3 separate regions of the Mus musculus genome follow, and all the other regions are linked to region 2. The links are chromatin contacts, called in public Hi-C and HiChIP or PLAC-seq maps. All regions are on one chromosome and are shown on one strand. The core of a region is the stretch at or near the end of the contact, and the rest is flanking DNA. Distances in the headings are between cores, read along the strand shown.

Evidence for each region. A called contact is a pair of places that touch in the nucleus more often than the background predicts. HiChIP or PLAC-seq counts read pairs in DNA pulled down with a chosen protein or histone mark.
Region 1: a contact with region 2 is called in an HNF4G HiChIP or PLAC-seq map of pancreatic cancer cells. The contact joins the enhancer-like site here to the promoter of Got1 in region 2. A contact is called at or near these places in 2 of 15 datasets of contacts at CTCF or cohesin (CD8 T cells and embryonic stem cells), 38 of 484 Hi-C or Micro-C datasets (3T3-L1-derived adipocytes, the AML12 cell line, the Ba/F3 cell line and 21 more), 10 of 115 datasets of contacts at active chromatin or transcription factors (CD8 T cells, the SCID.adh cell line, bone marrow-derived dendritic cells and 5 more) and 2 of 9 other capture datasets (adipose tissue and liver).
Region 3: a Hi-C map of pre-megakaryocyte-erythroid progenitors shows a contact between it and region 2, with 1.7 times the contacts expected there. The contact joins the enhancer-like site here to the promoter of Got1 in region 2. A contact is called at or near these places in 2 of 15 datasets of contacts at CTCF or cohesin (CD8 T cells and embryonic stem cells), 20 of 484 Hi-C or Micro-C datasets (3T3-L1-derived adipocytes, the AML12 cell line, the N1E-115 cell line and 10 more), 10 of 115 datasets of contacts at active chromatin or transcription factors (CD8 T cells, the SCID.adh cell line, bone marrow-derived dendritic cells and 5 more) and 2 of 9 other capture datasets (adipose tissue and liver).

Annotation. Positions count from the first base shown.
Region 1 is chr19:43,559,551-43,562,250 of GRCm38.p6, reverse strand. All of the region lies in intron 1 of Gm34636 (a long non-coding RNA gene), which reads left to right. Among named protein-coding and RNA genes, the nearest start is that of Gm34636, 8.1 kb to the left of the region's middle. Within about 2 kb of position 1,365, at least 24 of the 459 cell types and tissues checked have an H3K27ac peak or open chromatin away from gene starts, as enhancers often do. A contact at or near this core is called in the C2C12 cell line, the HL-1 cell line, embryonic fibroblasts and 2 more, where this site is marked.
Region 2 is chr19:43,523,303-43,526,021 of GRCm38.p6, reverse strand. It overlaps Got1 (glutamic-oxaloacetic transaminase 1, soluble), which reads left to right and starts at 1,417. Exons shown (of 9, transcript NM_010324.2): 1 at 1,417-1,684. The coding sequence starts at 1,567.
Region 3 is chr19:43,577,722-43,580,421 of GRCm38.p6, reverse strand. No RefSeq gene overlaps it. Among named protein-coding and RNA genes, the nearest start is that of Gm34636, 10 kb to the right of the region's middle. Within about 2 kb of position 1,296, at least 22 of the 459 cell types and tissues checked have an H3K27ac peak or open chromatin away from gene starts, as enhancers often do. A contact at or near this core is called in pancreatic cancer cells and pre-megakaryocyte-erythroid progenitors, where this site is marked.

The sequences.
Region 1 (2,700 bases), core at 116-2,615, 36 kb before region 2:
ACTGGACTGCTCTGTCAAGGTACACAAAGGCCCAAGGTGAGCCACACAAGAGATGGGGGTTTCCTCACATAGACTCTCAGTGACATTTAATAGGAAGGGAAAGACATCAAAGTTAAGGATGTCTGGTGGGATAAGCCAATTCAGAGCAGGTTTTTGATAGCGGAGTTCCTCTCTACCCATTGCAGGCCAACATCCCTGCCAGCGTTCTGAGAGGGATGCCGTCTGCAATGCTTGCTGAGTTCACTCAGTGTATCTACATCCAGCCAGCCTCTCCATCTGCTTCATTTTCTGTGGCGCATCTAGCTCTTGAGAGGGACACATTTAGAACAACTCTGATGTCATAAGGAGGGGTAGGGGTTAATCTTTCACAGAAAAAGTAAGAATGGAAGGTAGATCAGGGTTTTGCAATGGCTACCATTTGATAATAATATTGCAATTGATAATAATGTTGCAATCGATAATAACATTGTGATCAATAATAATATTCAATTGCAAGGAAAGCCTGGAACAGAGAAGCAAACAATGGGTTTTCAAGAAACTCTAGGAGAGCTAGATACCACATGAGGAATTCTAAGAATGTTTAATCTCTAGGTCTTTTACTGCTGTGTGTAGCTTTATGTGGAGGCACAATAAGACAAGAGGTCGGGCTGGAAAGATGGCTCAGCGGTTAAGAGCACTGACTGCTCTGCCAAAGGTCCTGCGTTCAATTCCCAGCAACCACGTGGTGGCTCACAACCATCTGTGATGGGATCTGATCTGATGCCCTCTTCTGGTGTGTTTGAGGACAGCTACAGTGTACTCAGATACATTAAATAAATAAATAAATAAATAGTCAGAATGAAATAGCCTCCATTCAGCCAGGAAGCTTCTTGCCCAAGAGCAGCCATGGCAATCCCCCTTGGGTTCTGCTTTGTAGCACACAGAGCCTCTGAAGCAGCAGAATACATTTCTAAAAGCCCAAACACACTGCATTCTACAGTGCTTCAGGACGTCTTTAGAATTCCACAGCAAAGAGATAATTATTTAATGAAACTATCTTTTTTTTTGTTTGTTTCTTTTTTTTTTTTTAAAAACAACTGTCAAAGTAACTCACCCTAAAACCAAAAGAGGCGCTTTGAAGTGAAATCAGGGCGCACACACCCAGATCGAAAGGCCTCTAGAGTTTTTAACGTGGGTGGGATCTGAGTTGCTGACACTATGTATCAGGAGAGCAGTGGTTCCCAGCCACCACCGGATGGGTTCTTTTTCAAATGTGTTTCTGCAATCAGTCATTTATCTTAGGTTGTCAGCCTCTGTTCCTGTCTATAGTTCTCAATTCAATGGGCATGCTGGACTGTTAGGATGACCAATAACATTCCAGAAATTTCTGTGATGTCAGCAAATGTAAATCATAATGACTGGTCTGATACACCCAGGGCCAGTGAATGGAGCTGATACCATTCTATTCAAAAGGAAAGAGACTTGACTTTCAGTTAACCCAGTCAACCCAACCATAGATAGGGAGTTGGGCCTTCATGCTATCAAACTTAAGACACGAACCATTATTAACTGATTTTGTAATTGCCTCAGGGGTCCAAGTCTCTGAGAAAAGGAACTTCAACATTTGAATCTTCTGAAAACTTCCAGCTTTTGATAACTGTTGGAAGTTTTAGAATTGACTACTTTTGAATCTCTAAGCTGCACAGCCAGTGGCAGCATTCAAGCTTCTGTTCCCACTGTGTGCCTGTGGCAGACATCTCTAATCCATCACCGCATTCTTTTCCACTGAGCCATGCTCTTAATACAGCACTCCAAGCAACCAATGAATCAGATGCTAAAAACAAAATTAGCTTCCCTTTCCTGCTTGGCCTGCTTTTGTAGGTGATGTGTTCATGAGGCAAGTATGAGAGAGAGGCTCAGAGTTCCCTTAATGAAGACAGCAGATACAGGCAATCAAGGATCTAAGAGGTAGAAATACGTGGGAATAAACATGTGACCTCTCAAAGCTGGACAGATGGCTCAGTGGTTAGGCACACAGATACATTGGGTCCCGAGCAGCACCCATGTCAGTGGCTCACGGCCACGTGTTATTCCAGCTTCAAGGGTCTCATATACAGACACATGCACAAACGTGGACATGTGCACATACGTATAACTTTAAGAAAAATAAATCTTTAAAAATATGACTCCTCTCCCATCCTCAATGACATGACAGTTGATCATCAATGCAAATCTTCATTTTTTGCCTCCTGTGACCGTTTCTGAAGCACGGGTACAAGGATCACACAGAAGGGACCAGAGTGGCTAGAAAAGTACAGAGCAAGAACAAGTCTGGGCTGCGGAAATGTCTAGAGCCATCTTGGGATAATGTGGATGTCACCCCTACATGGCCACAGAGTTCGGGGATCTTGGTCTCATGTAGGTTCCTTGGAGCTTAACTGCTCAGTAAAAAAGGCAATGAAGGCGTTCTCCTGTATCCAAGGCCAAAGAGAAGATAAGTGAAGAAGACAAATGAGCAGGAGGTGGCATGAGGGGAGCACTCAGGATGCTGAGGCAGAGGAGGTTAGTAAGATCAAGGCTAGCTTGTGATATCTGCCTCGGAAAAGAGAGTAACCTTTGTGTGTCTAGGAAGTTATAGAGCAGGAAGATGAAGCTGGCTTGAAAACTCCCCCTGCCTCCATCTGTCTAGCGCTCTTTCTGATGTATGTGAGCTTCTTGCAT
Region 2 (2,719 bases), core at 168-2,667:
GGGCAGTTTCCTTAAAAAAACAAAACAAAACAAAAACAAGGCGATGTTTCTGGAAAGAAAAAGACAGAAAAGCTTAGCAAGTAGTGCTCAAAGTTCGATGGCTTTTGTTTATCCTCTGAACCGAAAACTCGTGAAGATTTATCATGTTACCCAAAGGAAGCCATGATGCTGTTTTCTCGCAAAATACCAAGGAATTGGCGCCTTCCAGCATTGGGTGAATATGTAGTGGAAGAAACGGAGGGAGGTTTGCCAGATCCCAGGCAAAGCATCATGCCATCTAGGAGGGGGTGTGGACCCTGCGCCATAACAAAGCTAGTATTTAGAGAGCACTTACTGTATGCAACTAAACACTTTATGTGTCTTAACTCACCTAATCCCCACAACAACCTGGAGGAAAACACTATTATCTCCATCTTACAGAGCAGGAACAGGCCTGCCCAAGTAGGTCAGAGTCAGCCGGCATCTAAACCTAACTTGCCTGGCTCCAGAGTTAGGTTCCTACTCATCAGGAGGCTTTCTAAACTTGTAACGTCGACAACAAAACGCCCAAGTACAGGAAAGAGAGATGTCTAACCAAACAGCGTGTTAAGAGGTTTTATGGATGGCTGACAGATGTGAAATCTTCAAGGTCAACAGGTGGAGAAAGGATCTGGACAGAAATAGACTCTCAGGGGAAGGAGCAGCCTGACCTGACAGAAAGAAGCAGCAGTTTGGGTGTGTGCCAATCGATGATGACAGCACGCGTGGGAGGAATGCTGCAGAGAGAGGCTTCGCTAGATCCTTCAAGGTCCTTTAGGGCTAGGCTTTCCCGGCCCCGGTTATCTACCGGGGCTGGGGGTTGGTGTTAAAATTCTCAAGCTAGTATGTGCTCATCCCTTACTTTCTGCAGGGTCTCCCCTGCCAGCGATCAAGGAAGACAACACATCCAGGTTTCTTTCTGGGGAAGCACTGAGTGGAGACAGTCAAGGTCACCCACGATTGGGTACAGTGTGTCCAAGCGGACCACTAGAGTCCTGTGCCAGACACTTGGCTGTCAGCCGGGCCTGGCCAACGCAGGAACGTGCGCACCGCCGGAGCCTGGCGGCGACAGTCACCTGCTCAGCGGGTACAGAAAGACCTGTTCTCTGCTTTCCCCACGGGCGGGCCACCGCCCCAGGTCTCCAGGCCCCAGAAGGTCAGGAGGTTGTCCTCTGGGGACTCCCGCCACCCGCACCATCCTCATCACCCCAAGGAATAAAAGCCTCAGCGATTGGAACACGCTACGCCAATCATCCTAGCCTCTGCCCACACCTCCTCCGGTGTACATTGCATTGGTTGCATCATACAAGCCTCCGATAAGATCCTCTTCTCGAATTGGCTAGTAGAGGCTTGCCCCGCCTAACCCTTCTTAGTCGGAAGGTTGTGATTGGTTAAGCGCGTTGCCAAGCTCCGGACGCGGCTCGACCATTGGAAGCCGCGGGCTGCCCCGCCCGCCGGCGAAGGTGAGAGTCTCCTCCAGTCACCGGACCCCGCACCGCACAGAGCTGCTCCCGGCTCGTTCTCGAGGTCTCGGCACATTCTGTCGCGATGGCGCCTCCATCAGTCTTTGCCCAGGTTCCGCAAGCTCCTCCGGTTCTGGTCTTTAAGCTCACTGCGGACTTCCGGGATGATCCAGATCCCCGCAAGGTTAACCTCGGCGTGGGAGGTAAGGATGCAGTGCCTTGGAATGCGAGCAGCCTGGGGGGAGGTGGGCGTAGGAGGAGCTGAGATTTAGTTTGTGTCTCCCTGAGAGGAGCCCGAGGAGAGAAGGTTGGGACCACGAGGACATCACCAACCTACCCATTTTGCAGATGGCGATACAGAGTCCTTGGAAAGAGGGGGTGTTCAAGGTCACGCAGAACAGGTGTAACATCTGGGACACAAATGTTGTTTTTGTTTCTCCACCCAGTGTTCTTTATAGTACTTGTTCTAAAGCAACGATGGGGATGGTAAGGAGAGAGAAGTATGGTAGCTTTAGCGTCTCGTGGTCAACTGGAACTGGGAATGAAAGAGCTGTTAGCCTAATGGAGCTGTAGTCCGGGTTGAGCGAGTAGCAGACGCCACTTAGGAAGCCTGTTAACCCACATGGGGAAGATGTAGGTTTGGTTTATTCTCAGAGTGGAGCAGATGAGGCGAAGCCCATGCATCTCAGGCCACACACATCTGGGTCTTCATTTCTTGATCATTTGCCTTGAACCAAGTTAGCCTTCTGCCAAGGTCGTTTGTGTTGTAGTTTCTAAAGCCCTTTAACTCGAGCCTCCGGCGACTTCGTCATCACTGTTTGGATGTTTGAAGCTCTACAGAGCTTGGTGTGCATTTGGCCACGTGCAGAGGCCAGCCGAGGAGAGAAGAGTGAGCAGACTGATGCTCTCAGCAGGGAACCAACCGGAACTGAAAGCGCTAGAAGGTTAGAAAGAAGAAATGGAGTTGTTTTGAAGCAGAGGGTGACGTTAAGGGGATTCAGAATCTAGGTTCTTAGAGAGGATGTGCAAATATAGCCCTAGTGTCTCTGTCTCTCTGTCTCTGTCTCTCTCTCGCTCGCTGGCTCTCTTTCATCTAGGTTCTTAGAGAGGATGTGCAAATATAGCCCTAGTGTCTCTGTCTCTCTGTCTCTGTCTCTCTCTCTCTCGCTCGCTCGCTCGCTCGCTCTCTTTCATCTAGGTTCTTAGAGAGGATGTGCAAATATAGCCCTAGTGTCTCT
Region 3 (2,700 bases), core at 47-2,546, 55 kb before region 2:
CCTTGACTGTCATCCTCAGAAGGATCTCCCATTGGCCTGGAGCTCTCCAGTCAGGCTAGGGTAGCTGGCCAGTGAGCGCTAGGGATCTTCCAGTCTCAGCCTTCCCAGTGCTGGGATTTATAATCATGACCAAACACCCACCATTTTTACATGGGGTTAGGAACTGACATTACTAACTGAGCTAGCCCTCCATCCCTAACATAATATTTTTGCCACTACCCACATTGCATTTTTAAAAAACATAATTACATTAAACATGTTTAGTGTAAGCATGTACTAACTATAGGCTCAGGCCGTTTTTCTGCTTTGCCCCACCCTTGGCTTTCCCTGAGGCTGCAGGAAGTGTTGGTCTCTGCCATGACTATGGATACGTGGGTGAGCTTAGGCACGTCCTCGTGTGGACTCAGTGACCATCTGATAATGGTACCTGCCGTGTTTGAAGATGGTGAGCAGCCTTTTTCACATGTGTGTTCAACCGTATGTGTGGTCTCACTTGCACGACTTTAATCCCAGCACTCGGGTGGCAGAGGCAGGCAGATTTCTGAGTTCAAGGCCAGCCTGTTCTACAAAGTGAGTTCTAGGACAGCCAGGGCTATACAGAGAAACCCTGTCTCGAAAAACAAAACAAAACAAACAACAACAACAAAAAACAAACAAACAAAAAAAGAGTTTCAAACTCCAGAAAACAAGAAGCTATGCTAAGTTTTACAGTAGTGCGTATGACATAGCTCCTGTGGTCGCCTGATAAACACTTAGTGAGGCCGGTTGTTCCTTCTCCTTTTCTAACCTCACATTACCATTGCAATATCACTGTAAGAAGTTTCACTTTACAGTCAGGTGGTGTCCAAAACCAGTCACTCCCACAGAAGCACCCACAGAGCTCGGAGAGCCATTCCAGAGGGTCCAAGCAACTTCTGTGAAGTTACCCAGTTTCTCTTCAGCCTCACCCCAGCCTCAGGGTGATGGACATTCCATCCGAGGGAATGATTCACAGAGAACTTAATCCTAGTAATACCTTAGATTTGCTGGGCACTTTATGCATTTCATGGTACTTTCACACGAATTATCCTCACAACCACCGGAGAAGTGTATTGGACAGGCGCTAACCCTGCTTTATTGATGAAAAACCCAGGCTCAGAGAAGACATGAGCTCTGCTGAAGGTCGCATGGTGAGTCAGCAGTGCAACTGGGAAAAAGACCAACAGCCATGGATGATTAACCAGACGAGGATAGAACCGAAATCCTTTAAAACAACCACAGAAGGATTAATCGGGCAAATGCCTGAGCAGGCAGCCACAGTTTATTGAGTACCTACTATGTCCCAAGCACGATAAGAGATGCTTCATGTATATTGCCATATCCCAGGCCACAAAACTGTATGGGGTCATGATTATATGGGGAAAGTGACATTAAAAAATATAATTTAAATATAATTACATCATCTCCCCCTCCCCTTTCCTCCCTCCGAACCCTCCAGTATATCCCTCCTTGCTCTCTTTTAAATGCATGGCCTCTATTTTGTAGGGTCGAGGTGTCCTGGGCTTCCCCATGTATGTTACATGGCTTTCGTTGTGTCCTTGCTGAGCTCAAATTTAGGCAGCCATGTCGCAGAGACTGTATAGGTGTCGCTTCCAACGTTCCCAGAGACACCATCTCATGGCAAACTCTCTGATCCTCTGGTCCCTACAATCTTTCCACTTCCTCTTTCCCAGTGACCCCTGAGCCTTAGGTGTGGGAGTTGTGTTTCAGATGATAAACGAAATATTTTTTTTAATCAGCATACTTACAAGAGTATTACTAAGAATCCCCAAAGATGAGTAACTTATTCCAAGTACTAAAAGGAAATACATTTACCACCCTTTTAATTTTGTTTTTAATTAATTTATTTGAAAAAAAGAATCTAGGGCTGGTGAGATGGCTCAGTGGGTTAGAGCACCCGACTGCTCTTCCGATGGTCCAGAGTTCAAATCCCAGCAACCACATGGTGGCTCACAACCATCCGTAACAAGATCTGACTCCCTCTTCTGGAGTGTCTGAAGACAGCTACAGTGTACTTACATATAATAAATAAATAAATCTTCAAAAAAAAAAAAAAAAAGAAAAAAAGAATCTGCATGAGGGAGATGTAGGGGAGGCTGATGTTGGAATGTAAAGTGAATAAATAAATAAATTTAATAAAAAGGAAAAAAGATTTATATATACCCAATGTAGAACGGTTTGATAGAGCTAACTAATGTATCTACTTCCTCATATACTTATTTTAAGAGACCATTTTAATTATATTATTATATTTATATAATCTTTTAAATAAATAAATGTATTTATTATGTTTTTATATATTATTAGCATATATTAATTGTATAGATTAATGGACTCTACTGTGATATTTCCATATATGCATATATCATGCGTTGATCATTTCCATTTGCCCTTCTTTCTATAGCCCCTCTCTTCCCTCCCTTGGTACCCTTTTTAGACCCTAGAGGTCCTTTTATACTTTCAGATCTGCTTTTGCTTTAGTTAGTTAGTTTTTTGAGATTCGGTCTCAGGTAGCCCAGGCTGTCTCTGAGCTCCCTCGACAGGAGAGGATGGTCTTGAACTCCCGATCCATTGCAGATGCATCCACCATGCCTAGCTTCTTTTGTTTTGTTGGTTTCCACCCATGAGAGAGAACACGGGACATTTGCCTTTCTGTGTCTC